Regions from separate parts of the Mus musculus genome. Here region 2 is linked to region 1. Evidence: chromatin contacts called from public HiChIP or PLAC-seq data. All regions are on one chromosome and are shown on one strand. The core of a region is the stretch at or near the end of the contact, and the rest is flanking DNA. Distances in the headings are between cores, read along the strand shown. Region 1 overlaps Fer1l6 (fer-1-like 6 (C. elegans)). Region 2 holds the start of Tmem65 (transmembrane protein 65).

Evidence for each region. HiChIP or PLAC-seq counts read pairs in DNA pulled down with a chosen protein or histone mark.
Region 2: an H3K4me3 HiChIP or PLAC-seq map of the SCID.adh cell line shows a contact between it and region 1, with 15 read pairs. The contact joins the promoter of Tmem65 here to the enhancer-like site in region 1. A contact is called at or near these places in 7 of 39 promoter capture datasets (the 3T3-L1 cell line, the C10 cell line, the HPC-7 cell line and 4 more), 1 of 15 datasets of contacts at CTCF or cohesin (the NIH/3T3 cell line), 5 of 484 Hi-C or Micro-C datasets (the G1E-ER4 cell line, bone marrow-derived macrophages, myocytes and 1 more), 10 of 115 datasets of contacts at active chromatin or transcription factors (the SCID.adh cell line, bone marrow-derived macrophages, embryonic forebrain and 7 more) and 1 of 9 other capture datasets (adipose tissue).

What each region holds. Positions count from the first base shown.
Region 1 is chr15:58,614,150-58,617,553 of GRCm38.p6, reverse strand. The region is part of intron 22 of Fer1l6 (fer-1-like 6 (C. elegans)); the gene reads right to left. Among named protein-coding and RNA genes, the nearest start is that of Gm36451, 19 kb to the right of the region's middle. Within about 2 kb of position 1,278, at least 13 of the 459 cell types and tissues checked have an H3K27ac peak or open chromatin away from gene starts, as enhancers often do. A contact at or near this core is called in the SCID.adh cell line and bone marrow-derived macrophages, where this site is marked.
Region 2 is chr15:58,821,882-58,825,026 of GRCm38.p6, reverse strand. Tmem65 (transmembrane protein 65) reads left to right here and starts at 1,600. Exons shown (of 7, transcript NM_175212.4): 1 at 1,600-2,184. The coding sequence starts at 1,899.

The DNA.
Region 1 (3,404 bases), core at 29-2,528:
ATTTCATTTTAGTTGTTTAGTTTATGTGTATGAGTATTTGTCTGCACCCATGTGTGTGCACCTCTGGCCTGCTTGGTGTCTTTAGAGCCCAGAAGAGGCCATTTGATCCCCTAGAGTGATGCATAGTTGTAAGTCACCGTGTGGGTGCTGGGAACCAAAGTTGGGTCATCTCCAAGAGAGGCAAATGCTTTTAACTGTTGAGCCATCTCTGAAGCCCCATACATGTTGCCTTTTATAAAGCATGTCTAATAATGATTCTTGGAACCTGGGGAGGGTGAGAGTCAGGATGGAGCTGGACAAAAGATGACTAACACTTTTAGTTGTACTCAAGGGATAATTTCTAATGTCCTATAGCAGCAGGACAAACATGATTAGCAGAAATCGAGGGTTCTGAATATTGACTTCCCCTCTACACACACAAAGACGTGATAGATATCTGAAGTACTAGGGACCCCAAGTGCCCTGATCTGCCCATTCCACATTGTTTAAAAACCCATTTCACTTTATAATAGAGTGAGCATGAATTAGAAATATGCATGGTTGTTACATGACAGATTGAAATAGAATACAAAGAATGTCCATAGTCAGCTCTTTCCTGGTCACTGTCTCAGCTGGTTGTTTCCTATTCATGACACATGGTACTGGGTTATGTAAGGACACTTTCATACAAGTGGACAGGATTCTCTCACCCCCCCCCCATTAGTCCTCTTAGTTCACCCAGAGAGTTTCATTTCTACTTTCTTGTCTTACACACACAAGACTTGACATAACTATATAAGCTCTAAGAAATACAAATGAGAAAAATATCTGCAGTATCTGTCTGTGTGCCTTTTAGCGCTTCTGTGGCTTTATGAGTGATGTTGGAGGAGCAGTTAGCCTCCCAGATGCAGTGACTTTAGCAGCCAGTGCCAGGCAGCTGGGATCTATCCTCACTGCACCAGCTTCCCATTCCAGCTCATTCTGTAGCTTCGTTATCTCTGACCTATTTGGTATTTGAGCATCTGCATGTCTCTTTCTGGGCTTTCAAGTAGTTGGCTTAACAACATCTGCCATGGCCAACAAAATACGTCTGTAATAATGAAATGGAGGGTGTTCAGCTTTGCCAGTTTTGATGAGCAGTCTTCTAACATATGGAGCTAATGTGTCAGTCAGCTAGTAAACATTTATCAAGAAAACACTGCATGTGCAGTACTGCCTGAGGGCTTGGAGAGTCAGAAGAAGTAAGGAAAGATGTCCTCTTGTCCAAGCTCCAAGCTTCACGGAGATGAGTCATAGACCCCAAAGCAGCAGATCCTGAAGGACCCACGTGGTACCCAGCTCGGTGTCTGAGGCTCAGAGAAGGAGAGTACAGGATTACTCACAAAAGCCTGGTTTCTGCACTTGGTTGCCCGATTCCCATGTCTTCACAAGGAAATGGTCAGTGTGGCCTGTATACATAGCTCAGTACATGGGGTCTTGGGGAGGAAGAGGCTATTATGAAGGTGATGTAATTCAACATGGGACAAGTGGAGTGATTTGTTGCGAACAATTTGCTCTAATATTTCAGGGAAGATGAAATATAAAGAACTCACTAAGGTCTAGCTACACAACCAGGGCAAAGACGGGTACTTGGTGTACCCAGTGCAAAAATTAAAGAGCTGTTTACTCGCAGAGCCATGTATGACCTTAATCTGAGCCCTGCACATCTGGATAGCTACAGATGTTCAGTAGCCCTTCTCCTCTCTCTGTCTTCCTGTCTGTGCTCTCATTGCACAGCCTTCTCTTCCTCATCGCAGGGATGAAGGACCATGCTTGGGCTCTCTCACTTTCTAGCTGGATGAACTTGGGAGAGTTACTCCGGATCTCTGCATCTCAGCCCTGTCACTGGTAAATTGGAGACAGTGATGTCCATGTCACAGAGCTGCTGTAAAGAGTTGAGAGGCACGTCCAGCACTCACATGCTTCCTGCCACAGAGAATTTCTGAGGAGGGGAGGCAAGCTGCATTGGCTTCCTCAAGGCTCAACTTTAACTTGTCTCTAGTTGAATGGAGTTGACTCTGGATTGCTCCTGTGTAGGGTGGATGAAGTCCTGAGAGAATGTATGCTGTTGGCATGACAACCACCATATTAAGGACTCCAAGCCTCAGAACCATGGGAATGGCAAGACTTCCCCCATGTCTCAGTCCAGACGTTAACAATGTGTACACAGAGTATTAACTATAGCTTCCTCTTCCCAGGTATCTATGGCCTGACACTGCTCCCCTGCAGAGAACCCTACTGAGATTAGCTAACCCACACTCTCATTCAGTAGAATCTAACACACACTGGCTTTCCAGGATGCTGTTGTGTCTCCATCAGAGCACATGGCCACCTGATTAGTTCCAATGCAGTGCAGAGCAAAGCCCTGGAGGCTTCAAAAATAATTCATAAGTAAAAAAAAACATATTAGTTAAGTTCTCTAGAGGGAAATTATATGTTTGGGCTTCAATTTCTCTACAGATTGTTATATCCAATGTCCATTGAGCAGTAACACATGGTACGAAAGGAGGGGACAATGCAGTCAAATGTCAAGAGAGACAACACCAAGCAAATAGATCCCAAGGGACTTGGGGAGAATCGTCATCAGATATAAACTCTACAATAACCATGCTTAATCTGCTCGATGAAAGACACAGTAAAGGAACTCAGAAAAGAACTGGAACCTAAAGTAAAGAGGAAGAGATGGAAATTCTATCACGATCCATAGAACCACCAGAGAAAAAAAAACTTGGTGAAAGTTTACTTTCCAAAGGAGCAATGATAAGGATAACACACAGCTTCTCACCAGAGAAGGGAAGCCCAAGGCCAGAGTGGTAGTTTCAAAACACTGAAAGACACTGTCACCAACACTGGCAAAAAAAAAAAAAAAAAACCTCAGAGGAAATATATCCTAGTTCAAACAGCAAATGTGTGCATGAGTGTGTGTGTATGTGTGGTGTTTGTGTATTGCATGTGTGTGTGTACGCGCACGCATGTGTGTGTGTGTGTGTGTGTGTGTGTGTGTGTGTGTGTGTGTGTATGTGAGTGAGTGTATGTGTGTGTGCATGTCCTGGCTAGACAGAGACCTTAGTGCTTCCCAGGAAAGAAATGTGAGTTCAAGCATGTACATGCACTGGCATGTTAGCCAGCAGTGGAGGCAAGTGCCACCTCTATGATTAGCTGATGACTCAAGAAGACTCTCCTGGGCCCAAGCAGAGTCTTCTGGAAGATCTTAACATTATGCCAGAGTCCTCCTTCTTGTTTTGCTGATCTGTCCCTAGCTCATTTCAGGTGAATGTCACAATTCAGCTTAGTAGATCATTAATTGATAGCTTTCAATCAGGGAGACCACACAGAGATGCTGTGTAAAACTAGTCCATTCACTTAAGTTAGACTACCAATGAGAT
Region 2 (3,145 bases), core at 351-2,850, 210 kb before region 1:
CTGTAGAAGGGAACAGTGGTGTCAGTGGAGGGCAGCAGTAGGAACAAAGGTGGACACGTTCTCTGGTAAGAATTGAAGGCAGTGTAAAGAAGCAATATGGGAATTTCAGAGTTTCGAGGAGTCCTCTTCTTCTCTAGGCCACCCGGCAGAAGGTGCCACCCACTCTAGGGGAGGGTCTCCCCCCCCCCCCCAGTTAGCCTCCCCCCCCCCGTCCCCCCTCCCGTTCACTCTTGAGGACATTAATTTTAACTGAAGGGTTTATAAAAGTACAGCTGATTGGACTCTCCGACATACTTTAAATCATCTCTGGATTACTTATAATAACCAATACAGTGTAGGTGCACGGAAATAGTTGTTACACTGTTCCATTAACGGAATAATGAGAAAGTCTGCAGATACATCTTTTTTTTCCAAGTACTTTTGGTCTGAGGTTCATTGCATTTGCAAGTTCAAAACCACAGCTGTGGGACTGGCTGTGCTGTCTTACGTGCTTATAGCACATTCACTTCATGCAAGGTTCTGAGCTGCAGCAGTGGTTACGATAAGGAGGGGATTTGGATCTTGATTACACTTGAGTAGATTTATCGTCTAAGCAGATTTATTTTTCTAAGATAGGGTGCCTAAGTGTCCTCAGATAGGTTCAGATAAAGCAGTGATCTTCCTTACAAAGAAGGGAACGTTTCATGAAGGAGGTGACATTTGACCCTGGCCTTGCAAATATCTAGGATCTGGGCAAGAGGGATGAGTCTCTCCTCCGCGTGGCACCAAAAGAGGGACATAAATCCCCAGAGACCATTCGATAAAGGTTTATGACATTCTCGCCCTGGCTCCAGAGTTGACAATCTCCAAGTAAACAGCTGTCGGGTCAGGGAAGAGTATTCTCCTCCCCAAATCTTAAGTCTCAGCCTCACACCCTCCTCTTTTTGGGACGGGTTGAGCCGGCCCTGCCGCCTTCCCCAGGGTGCTGCCAGAGAGGGCGTTTCAGCGCCGCACTGTCTGGCCTCGGTGGGCACTCTCTGGCTTGGCGAAGGGTGCGGCTCTTTGTGCTTCATGTCCCGCAGGCCTGGGCTGGGTGCGGTGACCCCACGAGGCTCTTATCCATCCGGCTGCTCCTCCAGGGCCGTCCGAACTCCAGATTTAGGACGGTGCTTCGGAGAGCAGTGCGGGAGCTGCACCACCCCGCCGGGCATCCAGCCCTGAACTCTATTTTGCTGCTCTCTGCCGTGCATTTAACACAGGCGGATGCCGTCTGACGGGGTAAGCACCCCTTCCTTTCCTTGCCACGCAAAGGAGTGGGTGGAGACTCCAGGATGAGCTCCCTCCCAAGCGGCTATGCGCCTGCGTGGCCCCGCCCAGTCCCCGCCCAGTCCCTGCCGCCCCGCCCTCCTATCCCGGGCTCCGCCGCTAGGGGTGGCGGCTGCGGCTCGGGCCTGATTGTCACGGCGCGGTTGCTTTGAGGGCGCAGCAGCCCTACCGAGTGAGGCCGGCGTGAGGCCAGAGGGTGGGAAAGCGGTCGGCGGCGGAGGGCGGCGCCGGAGGAGGGCGGCGCGCGGTGACTCATCCCTCTGGAAGATCAGACACGCTCGCCGAGCTCGCCCGCGCCGCCGCTCCTCATCCGGGAGGCGCCCGCCCGCCCGCACCGCCCGCCCGCTCCGAGCTCCCGGCCCGGCCGCGGCGCAGAAAGTTTTCCCGGGCTCACGGCCTGCGGGAAGCGGAGCGGGCACGGCTGGGAGGCGGTCGCCGCGCGGGCCCGCCGAGTGCATGGTGTCGGGCGCCCGGGCCGCGCGTCAGGAGGACCCGGGGCGGGGCCGGGCTGAGCCCAGCTCCTGAGCCTCTGTCCAGCTGCGCCCCGAAGCCGTCTTCCCTTGGGACCGCTGCGGGGGTCGCGCTCCAGCGCCATGTCCCGGCTGCTGCCGCTGCTGGGGAGCCGGACGGCGCGCAGCCTGAGGCCCGGCCCTGCCGCCGCGCCCCGCCTGCCGTCCTGGTGCTGCTGCGGCCGGGGACTGCTGGCGCTCGGGGTTCCCGGCGGTCCCCGGCTTCTGGGCACACACCCCAAGAAGGAGCCCATGGAGGCGCTGAACACGGCGCAGGGCGCGCGCGACTTCATCTACAGCCTGCACTCCACGGAGAGGAGCTGCTTGCTCAAAGAGCTGCACCGCTTCGAGTCCATTGCCATCGCACAAGGTAAGCGGGTGGGGCCGCCTGGGAAGACCTACTTCTCAGACCCCTGTCGCCTCCCCACACTCTGCCCCGCTCCTGGCACGGCCGAAAGGGGAAACTTTCCACCTTCCGAGTGTCCCCAAGACAGGACACGAGCGGATCGTGCCAGGTAGTTAGGGCCGAGCTTGGCTGGTGCCTCCCTGGCCGTGGAATTTCGGAGCTTCATCCTGAAATGTCAGCTGCCTCTCAGGGTTGTGTTTTGGTTTGTCCTGTGCCTCCTCTCTCCAGCCCTCCATTCCCTAAGCCTTTGGTGTCTTCCTGAGACCGTGTACCCATGCAGGTGGCATGCCCTGCCTGGTCTAAGAAAGTGCCAGGAACTGGGCAGGCAGCCGGAAACTTTCTTGAAGGTGTGTGGATGTCCCCTCCCAAGATGCTCTTGGTTTGTTATATTGCTTCTCACATTTGGTTGTGAAATGGCCCAAGGAAAGATTGTATCGAGCCAGCAACTGAGTGTGTACTGGAAGTCTGGAGATTCAAATTGAACTCCAGAGTTTGTTTCCTTGGAGTTTGAAAGAATGAAGTGAGTTTTTGGGTGGTTGGGGCTAAGAAATCTGTGACTTGAAAATGAAAAGCACACTTCTACTTAAAAATAATTGGGAAAGGATGAAAGGAAAGCTATTTTTAAACAGACACGTTAAGATAGGATATTTTTAAAACAAGTGCGGAATGTGGTAGGTCAGAATTTGAGTGTATGTGAAAAGGCATTGAAAAGATGCAAAGACTACAATGGATTCAGTCTTTAAAGTTTTTTTTTTCTTGCTATGTAAATTCTGTTGTATACACAAAAACACAGCTACTCTTTATGTGACATTTGGATGTGTTAGGAAGTTTTTAAATAGTTGAAGTTGGTAATATAAAGTATTATGTAAACATTCTGTAAGTTCTGAAGTATAGAACACTTCAGCACTGATTCGGAACGTGGCTT